Linked DNA regions of Zea mays: region 2 is linked to region 1. A link is a contact called in public Hi-C data. All regions are on one chromosome and are shown on one strand. Each heading gives the region's core, a stretch centred on a gene start, on an enhancer-like site or on the middle of the called end of the contact. The rest is flanking DNA. Distances are from core to core; before and after follow the strand shown. Region 1 holds the start of LOC107126292. Region 2 holds the start of LOC100191233.

The links. A called contact is a pair of places that touch in the nucleus more often than the background predicts.
Region 2: a Hi-C map of tassel shows a contact between it and region 1, with 1.7 times the contacts expected there. The contact joins the promoter of LOC100191233 here to the promoter of LOC107126292 in region 1. A contact is called at or near these places in 2 of 25 Hi-C or Micro-C datasets (ear and tassel).

Annotation. Positions count from the first base shown.
Region 1 is chr2:190,968,015-190,973,114 of Zm-B73-REFERENCE-NAM-5.0, forward strand. LOC107126292 reads right to left here and starts at 3,849. Exons shown (of 5, transcript NM_001319091.1): 1 at 3,599-3,849; 2 at 3,436-3,524; 3 at 3,107-3,266; 4 at 2,248-2,517; 5 at 1,449-2,063. The coding sequence starts at 3,794. The coding sequence ends at 1,759.
Region 2 is chr2:191,285,816-191,290,674 of Zm-B73-REFERENCE-NAM-5.0, forward strand. LOC100191233 reads left to right here and starts at 2,602. Exons shown (of 4, transcript NM_001136667.1): 1 at 2,602-3,528; 2 at 3,743-3,814; 3 at 4,345-4,374. The coding sequence starts at 2,821.

The DNA of each region.
Region 1 (5,100 bases), core at 2,599-5,098:
TCCGAGGTCGAGGTTGAGTCCGAGCCCTGGGGTCGGGCGAGGCGGAGGTCGTCTTCCGGGGTTGAGGTTGAGTCCGAGCCCTAGGGTCGGGCGAGGCGGAGCTTCCTATGGCGCCCGAGGCTGGACTTGGCTGCTGTCAGCCTCACCCGGGCGGGTGGCACAGCAGTCAGAGCATTGCAGGCGGCGCTGTTTTCCTGTCAGGTCAGTCAGTGGAGGGGCGAAGTGACTGCGGTCACTTCGGCCTTGTCGACTGAGGAGCGCGCGTCAGGACAAGGTGTCAGGCGATCCTTGCATTGAATGCTCCTGTGATGCAGTCGGTTGGCATGGCGATCTGGCCAAGGTTGCTTCACTGCGAAGCCTGCCCGAGCTGGGCCTCGGACGAGTCGAAGGTGCGCCCGTTACTTGAGGATGCCCTCGGGCGAGGCGTGAATCTGCCTTGTTCTACTGTACCTGCCCGAGGCTGGGCTCGGGCGAGGCGAGATCGTGTCCCTTGAGTGGACGGAGCCTTTGACCCGAATTGCGCCCATCAGGCCTTTGCAACTTTGTGCTGATGGTGGTTACTAGCCGAGTTTAGGAGTCTTGGGGGTACCCCTAATTATGGTCCCCGACACATTGCATCCAAGTTTTCAGCCTTCACACCTCATACAAGAGCTATAGCATTCAATACAAGACACAAACAAAAAGATCAAATCCTCTCCCAAGTCCGGAATCACTCCAACCAAATAAGTGACTAGAGAGAGACATTTGTGTTCATTTAAGCTCTTGCGCTTGGATTGCTTTTCTTCTTCCTTCTTTCTTGTGCTCAGCTCACTTGTAATCAAAATAAGAGACACCAATTGTGTGGTGGTCCTTGTAGTGGACTTAGTGTCCCCATTTGATTGAGAAGACAAGCTCACTCGGTCTAGGTGACCGTTTGAGAGAGGGAAAGGGTTGAAAGAGACCCGGTCTTTGTGACCACCTCAACGGGGAGTAGGTTTCCAAGAACCGAACCTCGGTAAAACAAATCACCGCGTCATCCATTCTTATTTGCTTGTGATTTGTTTTCGCCCTCTCTTTTGGACTCGCTTATATTTCTAACGCTAACTCCGGCTTGTAGTTGTGCTTAAGTTTATAATTTTTAGATTCCGCCTATTCACCCCCCTCTAGACGTCTTTCAGCAATTCACGTGCCAGAACCCTGATTTATAGTTTTGTTTTTCCTCCTTAATCGTTTGACCTTCTCTTGTGCCCATTTAGATCTTGCTGGTTCTTGTGGTTTTTATCTTTTTTATGTGTTTCCCCGTTTCGTCGTTTTTCGGTTCTCTTTACCTTTGTTTCCCTTTTCTTTTCTTTGGGGTTGACCTCTGAGGTTTTTATACGGGGTTTTATCTCTAGCATACCCAACGTGCTTGGACAAAAAGACTTTGTTGTTGTTGTTGTATGGTGGCTGGCAGGCCCCACGCTGGCTGTGCAGACAAAAGGAAAGCTAGTTGCCTCCAGCAGCCGTACCACAACCTGTTTATTTACAAGCTCCGTGGCCCCGTGCCAAACAATGGCAGCTAGATTCAGTTCCTGATCAAAAGTTCGGTTGCAGTTCGTCGGTGCAGTGCAGGGGGGGACTGGTAGATAGCAGAGATTTTATTGGTACGATTTACAGGTTGTGCGCTCATAATTTACATTATTACACACGGAATCGCGACTCGGAGGTCGAGTCACCACTGCCGGCCCCGGCGCGGCGGCTACACCTAATCCTACTACATTCCTACGTCGCCATGACTCACTAGCCTCGCGTCCTTATGATGGTTATGGAGCCGCGCCCGGGGGTGTGCAGGCGCGTGAAGCCGGCGACGGCCTTGCCCGAGATGCCCGGCTGGTCCGCGGACACGCGCGGCGCGCACGCGAACTCGCCCACGGGGTGCCGCACCGGCCGCGCCGGCCGCATCAGGACGCGCGCGTTGATGTCCGCCAGCGTCGCGCCGCCGTCCAGGCCGTCGGGCTTCAGCAGCGCGAACGGACGCACCACCACCACGCCCGCGCCCTTCCGCCGCTTGCCGCCGCCGCTCTCGGCCGACGCCTGCTCCGACTCTGCCGATCGAGGACAGCACGTACGACGTGCCAAGCAGCAAAGCGCGGGTTAGCTTAGCGATTAGCACGAGGTGCCGTGTCAAACTGTCAACTCAACTCCCCGGCCAGCCCGGTGCCTGCTGCCTGCGAGAATTCCGCACGCGCGGCGCGAGTGACAACTGACAAGACGAGCGAGACCCCGCACCTTCGCGTGTCGCGGCACGTTTCAGAGAGGGGCCGCAGGTCCTCGGAAGCGGCGGGGCCCGCGCAGGCCCCCGCGCGGCGCCCCGCCCCGGAAGCGGCAGGCCGGTCCCGGCCCCGGCGGCGCGCGGGTCCCCGCGGCAGCTGGAGGAGGACGAGCTGGGCAGGGGCTCCGCCTCTGTGGCGGGGGCCTGCTGCTGGAACGCCGCTCTCTCCGCTGCCGGCGCGGGACCCGCCGAGAAAATCGAGCTCAAGGCCTGGTCATCATCATCACCTGCACGACAGCAGGAGAGGTTCATCGGCCGGGTTTAAAATTGGAGAGCGAGTGACGAAGAAGATTATACACGCACTATATGACTAATATACTAGTAGTAGAATCTTGGGCAGGCTGGCCGCACCACTATCTAAACACGTAGAACCCAAATCTTTCTTCTTTTTTTCTTCTTCAAAAGACGCGCCCGCCCGTGTCGCCTGCCTGGTGATTGTGCGCGCGGCTTGCAAGTCAGACGCGGGCATCATGCTCGTTTACATGTACTCCAGTGCAAAGTTGCCACTGCATAATACTCAATCTAGCATTCATGATTGTTTTAAACAATCCATGCATCCATCATGGGGCCTTGACAGTAACGTGACGCTAAACCTAGCTCTCTGCGACCTGACTTGTCCTCTGCCTCCATTGGACCCAGAACAACCCACCATCCATGGCGTGGCGATGTACTTGGCGCGGGCCGCGGGGCCAACAAGACCTAAAAAATTAACTAACAGGTCCCGTCGTGTCCGTTTGCAGACAAACCCGACGAAACTGGGTCGATTTCAGAGTGGGGAGCGGAGGAGGAGGGTTGGATTCAAACGGGGGCGCTCACAGTGAATTGTGAAGGAGTCGGTGGGGGTGCGGTAGCCCTGCTCGTGCGTGGCGCTGGCGCAGGCGCAGCTGGAATTGAAGGCGGCCTCCTCCTCCTCCTGCTGCGCCTTGAGCGGCGGCTCGCCCACGTCGCCGTCGTGGCAGCCCGCGTCCCAGAAGTTCTGCAAGGGGACACCCAACGACAACAACGAGAGAGCTTTGATGAGCTAGCGGTGGCTCAGTGGTAAGAATTCAGCTCTGGCTGCTACTGTTACTGTTAGTGCTAATGCTAAGAGGTTGGGTGGTCTGTTTGGTCTCCTCTTCCGGAGCGTCGTGATGTGACGCACGCACCAGGAGAAGGTCGTCCAGCTCCCCGGGGATCGCGACGGCCACGCCGTGCGCCGACGGCGGCGGCGGCGGGGCCGGCTCCATGGCTGCGACTGCGAGTGCAAAGGGCATAAATAAGCGACGACCAGGTAATTAATCCGGGCAAAGAAAGGTCATCATCACGTACAGAGCGGGAAGAGGTCATGGACGTCGGCGGCGAGGAGGCCGAAGCAGCCGAACGGTGCCGACTGCTCCCACCCGCTACTGCTGCAGCTGTAGTCGTCGAAGCAGGTGCTGGTGGTGGTCGTACTGGCGACGGGCATCCCCATCGTGTGGAGCGGCCACGCCTGCCTCCCCTCCATCAGCTGCACCCCTTTCTCCATGGCTCGTCGGCCTTGCTGCAGCGGCAGCAGGGGGGGGAGCTGAGGACGTGAATCGTGAGGCAGACAGAGTGTGGAGAGTGGACTGGGTGAGAGTCAGAGAGAGAGGCCGGGTGCTGCTGGAGAGTGGAGACAAGGCAGAGAGCTTGGCGTGCTTAAATAGCAGGGCTTTTTCGCCGGGGCGTGGAAAGCAAAAGCATACACCGGACCGGACTAGCAGGTCAAGACCACACTACGCTACTCCTGGCCTCCCGTTCTAACACACGCCTCTGTTACTGTGCAGCTGTGTCACTTGTTTTTATTTATACTCAGCCCGCGCGCTGACGCTTGCTTGCTTCCTGTACGTACTTTCGTTTGCCTTTGCTGGCTGGGCTGGGGCGACTTGTTGGGCGCGGCCAGGGGGGAGGAAAAAAGAAAAGATACGGGTGGGGCTGAGTAGACGAGACGACAGACGAGTTCAAAGTCCAAGCGAAAGCAAAAGGGGATGAGGGTGGTTGAGCGCAGGGGAGCTCTTTCTCGTGATTCGTTATGTTCTTCCGCACCTTTGATCTCCTTCCGGTTTGCTTGAGTGAGATCTCCTCTCCTTTCTCTTTCTTTCTTTAAACGGTTGGTTCGTCGTCGATGCCTCCTATTGTTGAGTGAAATCTCTGCCCCTAGCGATTCTTTTACTTGTCTTTGTACAATTGTACTAACCATTCGCTCTCCGGCTCAAAAGTCTCCTCCAGTATGACCTTCGCCGTTTCCTTGTTGCTGATCTTCGCCGTTTCATGAGTAACATCACGGGGGACTGCAGTCTGCAAGTCTGTTATGGTTATTGCGCCTCCATTTTTATTTTTATTTTACGTTTCGTGTCAGTTACGGGTAGGTCAAAGCCCGGTGCTGGTACCTGGTAGCCGTTGCTCTAGTGAGGTCACTGATCTGTGGGTGAACGATGAAAAAGGGTGGGCGGACCAGCGGAGTGTAGGAGCAGCGGCTTCATCAGTTTTTTTTCCTCTCCCTGGCCTGATGAGGCCGGAGCCGGACGAGGAAACGCCAGCACCCAGCAGGCACAGGCCCAAAAATACCTGCCCCGAAAAGACAGTAGCAGATTTTTTTTAAAAAAAATTCCGAGCCCGCATTTCTTAAATAATTGACTTGCAGTCGTGGTTAAGCAGGAGGTGGACATGCCTGTCGTGTAGACGTAACAATATGGTACCAATAAGTGGCGAAGCCAGAGCAAAATTAAGGATAGTGCATTTGACTTGTGGATGCATAGAAATTTATTTTACCAGTGTATATATGGTGAAATTTTAACCAATTCTATATATTT
Region 2 (4,859 bases), core at 1,352-3,851, 320 kb after region 1:
TTGATGGTAGCCTGAATAACAGTCTAACAGACTCATGAGCTCTGAAGAAGCTGCTGCATCAACTAAAGAGTCTATCCTTGGTAGTGGGAATTCATCCTTCGGACAAGCCTTGTTAAGATCTGTAAAATCGATACACATTCGCCACTTGCCATTGGCCTTTTTTACCATAACAGTGTTAGCTAGCCATTCTGGGTACTTTACTTCTCTGATAACTCCTGCACTGAGGAGTCTTTTGACTTCGTTACGAGCACCTTCGGCCTTATCATCTGACATTTTCCGAAGCCTCTGCTTTCTGGGTCTGAAGGATGGGTCGACATTGAGCGAGTGCTCAATAACATCCCTATTAACTCCGCAGAGATCATTGGCTGACCATGCAAAAACATCTTTGTTGTTGAACAAAAACCTTATCAAGGTTTTCTCTTGTTCTTCGGATAACTGAGAGCCCAACAGCACCTTCTGCTCTGCTATATCCTCACATAAGAGCATGGGCTTCGGCTGATCTGCTGAAGCTGCTTTCTCCCTTCTGAATTTGTATTGTTCACAAGCTTCAGCTCCATCTATGTTATGGATTGCTTTTGAGTCAGTCCAGTTTCCTTCGGCCCTTCTGGCAGCTTCCTGACTTCCATGAATAGCGATGGGTCCTTGATCCGAAGGTATCTTCATGCAAAGATAGGCAGGGTGAAGAATTGCTTCAAAAGCATTGAGGGTGCCACGACCAATAATTGCATTGTAAGGGTATTCCATGTCAACAATGTCAAACACAACTTGCTCAGTTCTAGTGTTGTTGATGAACCCGAAGGTCACTGACATGGTGATCTTGCCCAGTGCTACAATCTGTCTTCCTCCGAAGCCACAGAGAGGATGTGTAGCATCATGAATCTTATCTTCTGGCTCTTGCATTTGTCTGAAGGCCTTAGCAAATATGATATCAGCTGCACTGCCTGTGTCAACCAAGACATTGTGGACCAGAAATCCTTTGATAACACAAGAGATAACCATGGCATCGTTGTGTGGGTAATCCTTGAGCTGAAGGTCCTCTTGGGAGAAGGTAATAGGAATGTGAGACCATCTTGACTTGATGAAGGGTCCTTGCACCCCCAACATGCTGTACCCTTCTCTGTGCTTCCTTCTTTTGTTTCTTGTTAGCTGGCTCTGAGGACGAACCACCTGTGATCGGGAGCACCAGCTTCGGGTCCGAAGCAGCTCCAGCTTGGTCGTTGAACGGAGCCATCAGCTCAAAAAGTGGAAGTGAGTTCACCGGAGGTGGGCGCCAATGTTGGGGACTTGTTCTCAAATGCTATGAATTAAGAACAAGGCAACATGAAGTGTTAAATGTTAACGTCCTTCGTCCATGAAACATTATTCCCTTGAGGATAATGGGCCTTGGACGAAGGCTGATGAGAGTATAATTACAAAGCTTAAATCTTCGTAATAAAATTTCAACAGATATTGTAAGACAACATAAAATAAAGGGTGTAAAAGGGGTAAATAAATCATAGACGAATTATATTATATTTACTTAATATATTGAATCATTGAGCACAAAAATACCTCTGCCTTGGCAAAGGTTGGATTCCGAAAGATGCGATTGCAATTACCAGAATGTGTGAACAGTAAAAGAATACTGTTCACTATTTATAGGCACAGGACACAGCCTGTGAGGAATTACAATTATACCCCTCATAAAAGTTTACAACATTGACTCAGACCTTTATGGACTAAAGGGTCATTTTATCTTTAAGTCGGTTTGTGATACCGAAGCTTCATGAAGAGGAACCTTCGGCCATCTCATACAAACAGCTTCAGCCGAGAGCCACTTCTTCCTAGAAGACCTTCGGCGACGAAGCATAGACCCAACACCCTCTTTACATTGTACTTCCCACGTTTCAAAATATAATTCGTTTTAAACTAATTATATATTCATTAAATAACATAAGAATATAGTTTCCATGTATGTCTATATTCATTATCATTTGAATGAATATGGATAGAAAAAAAGTGGGCTAGAAACAACTGTATTTGAAACGGATGGAGGCTTTTTTCTGATTTTTTTCCTCTGTATACATATAAATTTCGTTCACAGTTCCTACGAAATTCGTAGCGTTTCAAACGGGGCAAATCTGAAACACTCATATTGGGGCAAAGTGAGGGCCCATTGATTTTCTTTCCTCTTCCACGTAGCTCCGCAACTGATCTTTTTACGAGTATAACGCTCTTCAAAATTAAATTGAGATATGGATGACCTGCATTTCTTTTCGGAACTGTACCTGTCATAGACGGGAAACCTACCACCATGTTTCCATCAATACACCAGAGGAACTGACACCGGGTCCCGCTGACAGGTAAGCCGGCAGAGGCCCTACATGGCAGCAACCTAGCACCAGGTGCTCTTCTCCCGGGGTCGAAGATATTTTTGTACGTATGCTAACAATCTAACATCCCAACAACCGACGGAGGCAAGCCCCCCACGTGGCGACATATGGTTGGCTGCTCGTCGCGTGCTCGGAGACCACGACCTGTGACTTGTGAGCGTATCCAGATTATATAATCTAAAATATTATTAACTAACATTCTCTAAGTGTTAGTTTAAAATTTGTTAATGTTTTTAACTAACATTTCCTAAGTGTTAGTTTAAATTTTTTTTGGTGCTGAGCTGAGACAGGGACAGGCAAGCAGGAGGAAGGGGATGGAGTGGCGCCGTTAGCGAGGCAAGGTTCAGTCTACTCGTTGACGTTCGACAGATCCCAGAGCACCCTCGGCGGGGCCGCCGCCAGCTGTGGCGGTAGCCGTGGCATCCCCAAGGGTTTCGGCTCCGTGAACATGGACGAGCTGCTCCGGAGCATCTGGACCGCAGAGGAGACCCAGGCCAAGGCCTCCGCCTCTATCGCAGGAGCGAGCGCGGGGATGCCCCCCACGCCGATGCAGCGGCAGGGATCGTCGCTCACACTGCCCCGCATGCTCAGCACCAAGACGGTCGACGAGGCGTGGAGAAATCTCGTGCGCGACGAACCGCCGCAGGGGGCGGACGGCGGCGGACACCAGCCGCCCCACCGCCAGTCAACGCTCGGGGAGATGACTCTGGAGGAGTTCTTGGTCAGAGCTGGCGCGGTCAAGGAGAACCCCGCTTCTGCTCCTCCAGCGCCGCCACCCATGGTGCCGCCGCGGCCGGTACCTGTTGCCCCTAAAAGCTCCGCCTTTTTTGGGGATTTACCGGGTGCCGACGACGACGCAGCTACGGCAGCGGTAGGGTTTGCACCGGTCGGCATGGTGGATCTGGCCCTGATACCGCCCAGGGCGGCAGGCATGGGAGGCAGCGCCATGGCTGTGCAAACAGCGGTGAGCCAGCTTGATTCTGTCGGGAAGGGATACAGCGACCTGTCGTCGCTGACGGAGCCGCAAACTTTTTCGTTTGAAAGAATGATTCGGGGGAGAAGGCATGGAGGCGGAGTGGAGAAAGTGGTGGAGAGGCGGCGGCGGAGGATGATCAAGAACAGGGAGTCCGCCGCGAGGTCCCGAGCGCGCAAACAGGTCACAGCCTTTTGCTGAATTCATGCATGTCTTACTGACCAAGGCACCAAGCAATTTGTTAGTGCTTCTTGACTCATGACATTGTGAACTTTCGCAATTCGATTATAATCAGAGTCATCGTACTCTTCCTGGTTACTGTGTTACCGTTCTTTTAAAGCAGACAAATTTTCCACTTTGCTGTTTCGGTTAAAAAGAATCTTATTTTACTGCATAGGCTTATACAATGGAGTTAGAAGCCGAAGTTCAGAAACTCAGAGAGCAGAATCAGGAACTGGAGAGGAAACAGGTGTCTTTTCTACAATTTTCTCTACACACTTCTAGATTTGCTTCTTCTTTGGGATTTGGTGCATTGCCTCTCGACGAGCATTTATTTTTAGTCATTCTGAAATAGATAGTTTCAGCATGCTCCATGTTGCCTGCATCAATTGTATTCCCCTGAATCATTCACTATCTACTTCACTCCTGTATTTTTCACTGCATTTCCAGAATGAAAAAGGTGCACCCTGTATATTTCTGGATATCAATAATTGCCTTGCGCCACACTTCATGGACCATGTTTTTAAGTGAACATTACCAAAGAAGGGGCACGGCAACAGTTCGTCAGCATATAAATAGATTTGACGTCCGGATCACATTTCGTGTAGCTTACAATGAGACTCGTTCATCCGGATCACATTTCGCGTAGTTACAGTGATACTGCGTCCATAGGCTAGTGCTAAACACTTTTAGGGATAGGCACACATCCTTGCACCTCAGACTGTTCTTTGGATGTGCTCATAGTACTGACTACTGATCATTCATTTCTTCGTAATGCAGGCAGAAATTATGGAAATGCAGAACAACGAGGTAACTGTTAATTCAAATATACTCTATTAATCTCGCGTTGTGAGTTGCTAGCTGAGCAACCAGTCGCTAAATTGGTTGTAGGATTCAGTTAGGGGAATCATACTTCCAGAGTTTCTCTCTATTCCACACATCTAGTTCAACTTAGCTTCAGATATACTGCATCATCCTTGTACACTGCTCAGCCTGTGAGTTCATCATATCGATTATGATTGTCTGTTACTCAACAAACTATACTTTTCATTATTCAAAGAAAAGAAATCGAATTAGGTTTTTAAGAGAGCTGGCTTTGATACATGTGTGTTAGCTCAATCCCCTGAGGGCTCCATGAGTGTATGCACGGCTAGCTCGTTATTACTGGGGTTTTTTGGAGTTCTTCCTCTTACCTCGTTTAAAAAAAATTACTGACAGAATCTGGAGCAGTTTACAAATGTACGGCATTGCTTCCAGCACATATAATTTTATTTTTTTTCATAATGACCCGCCTG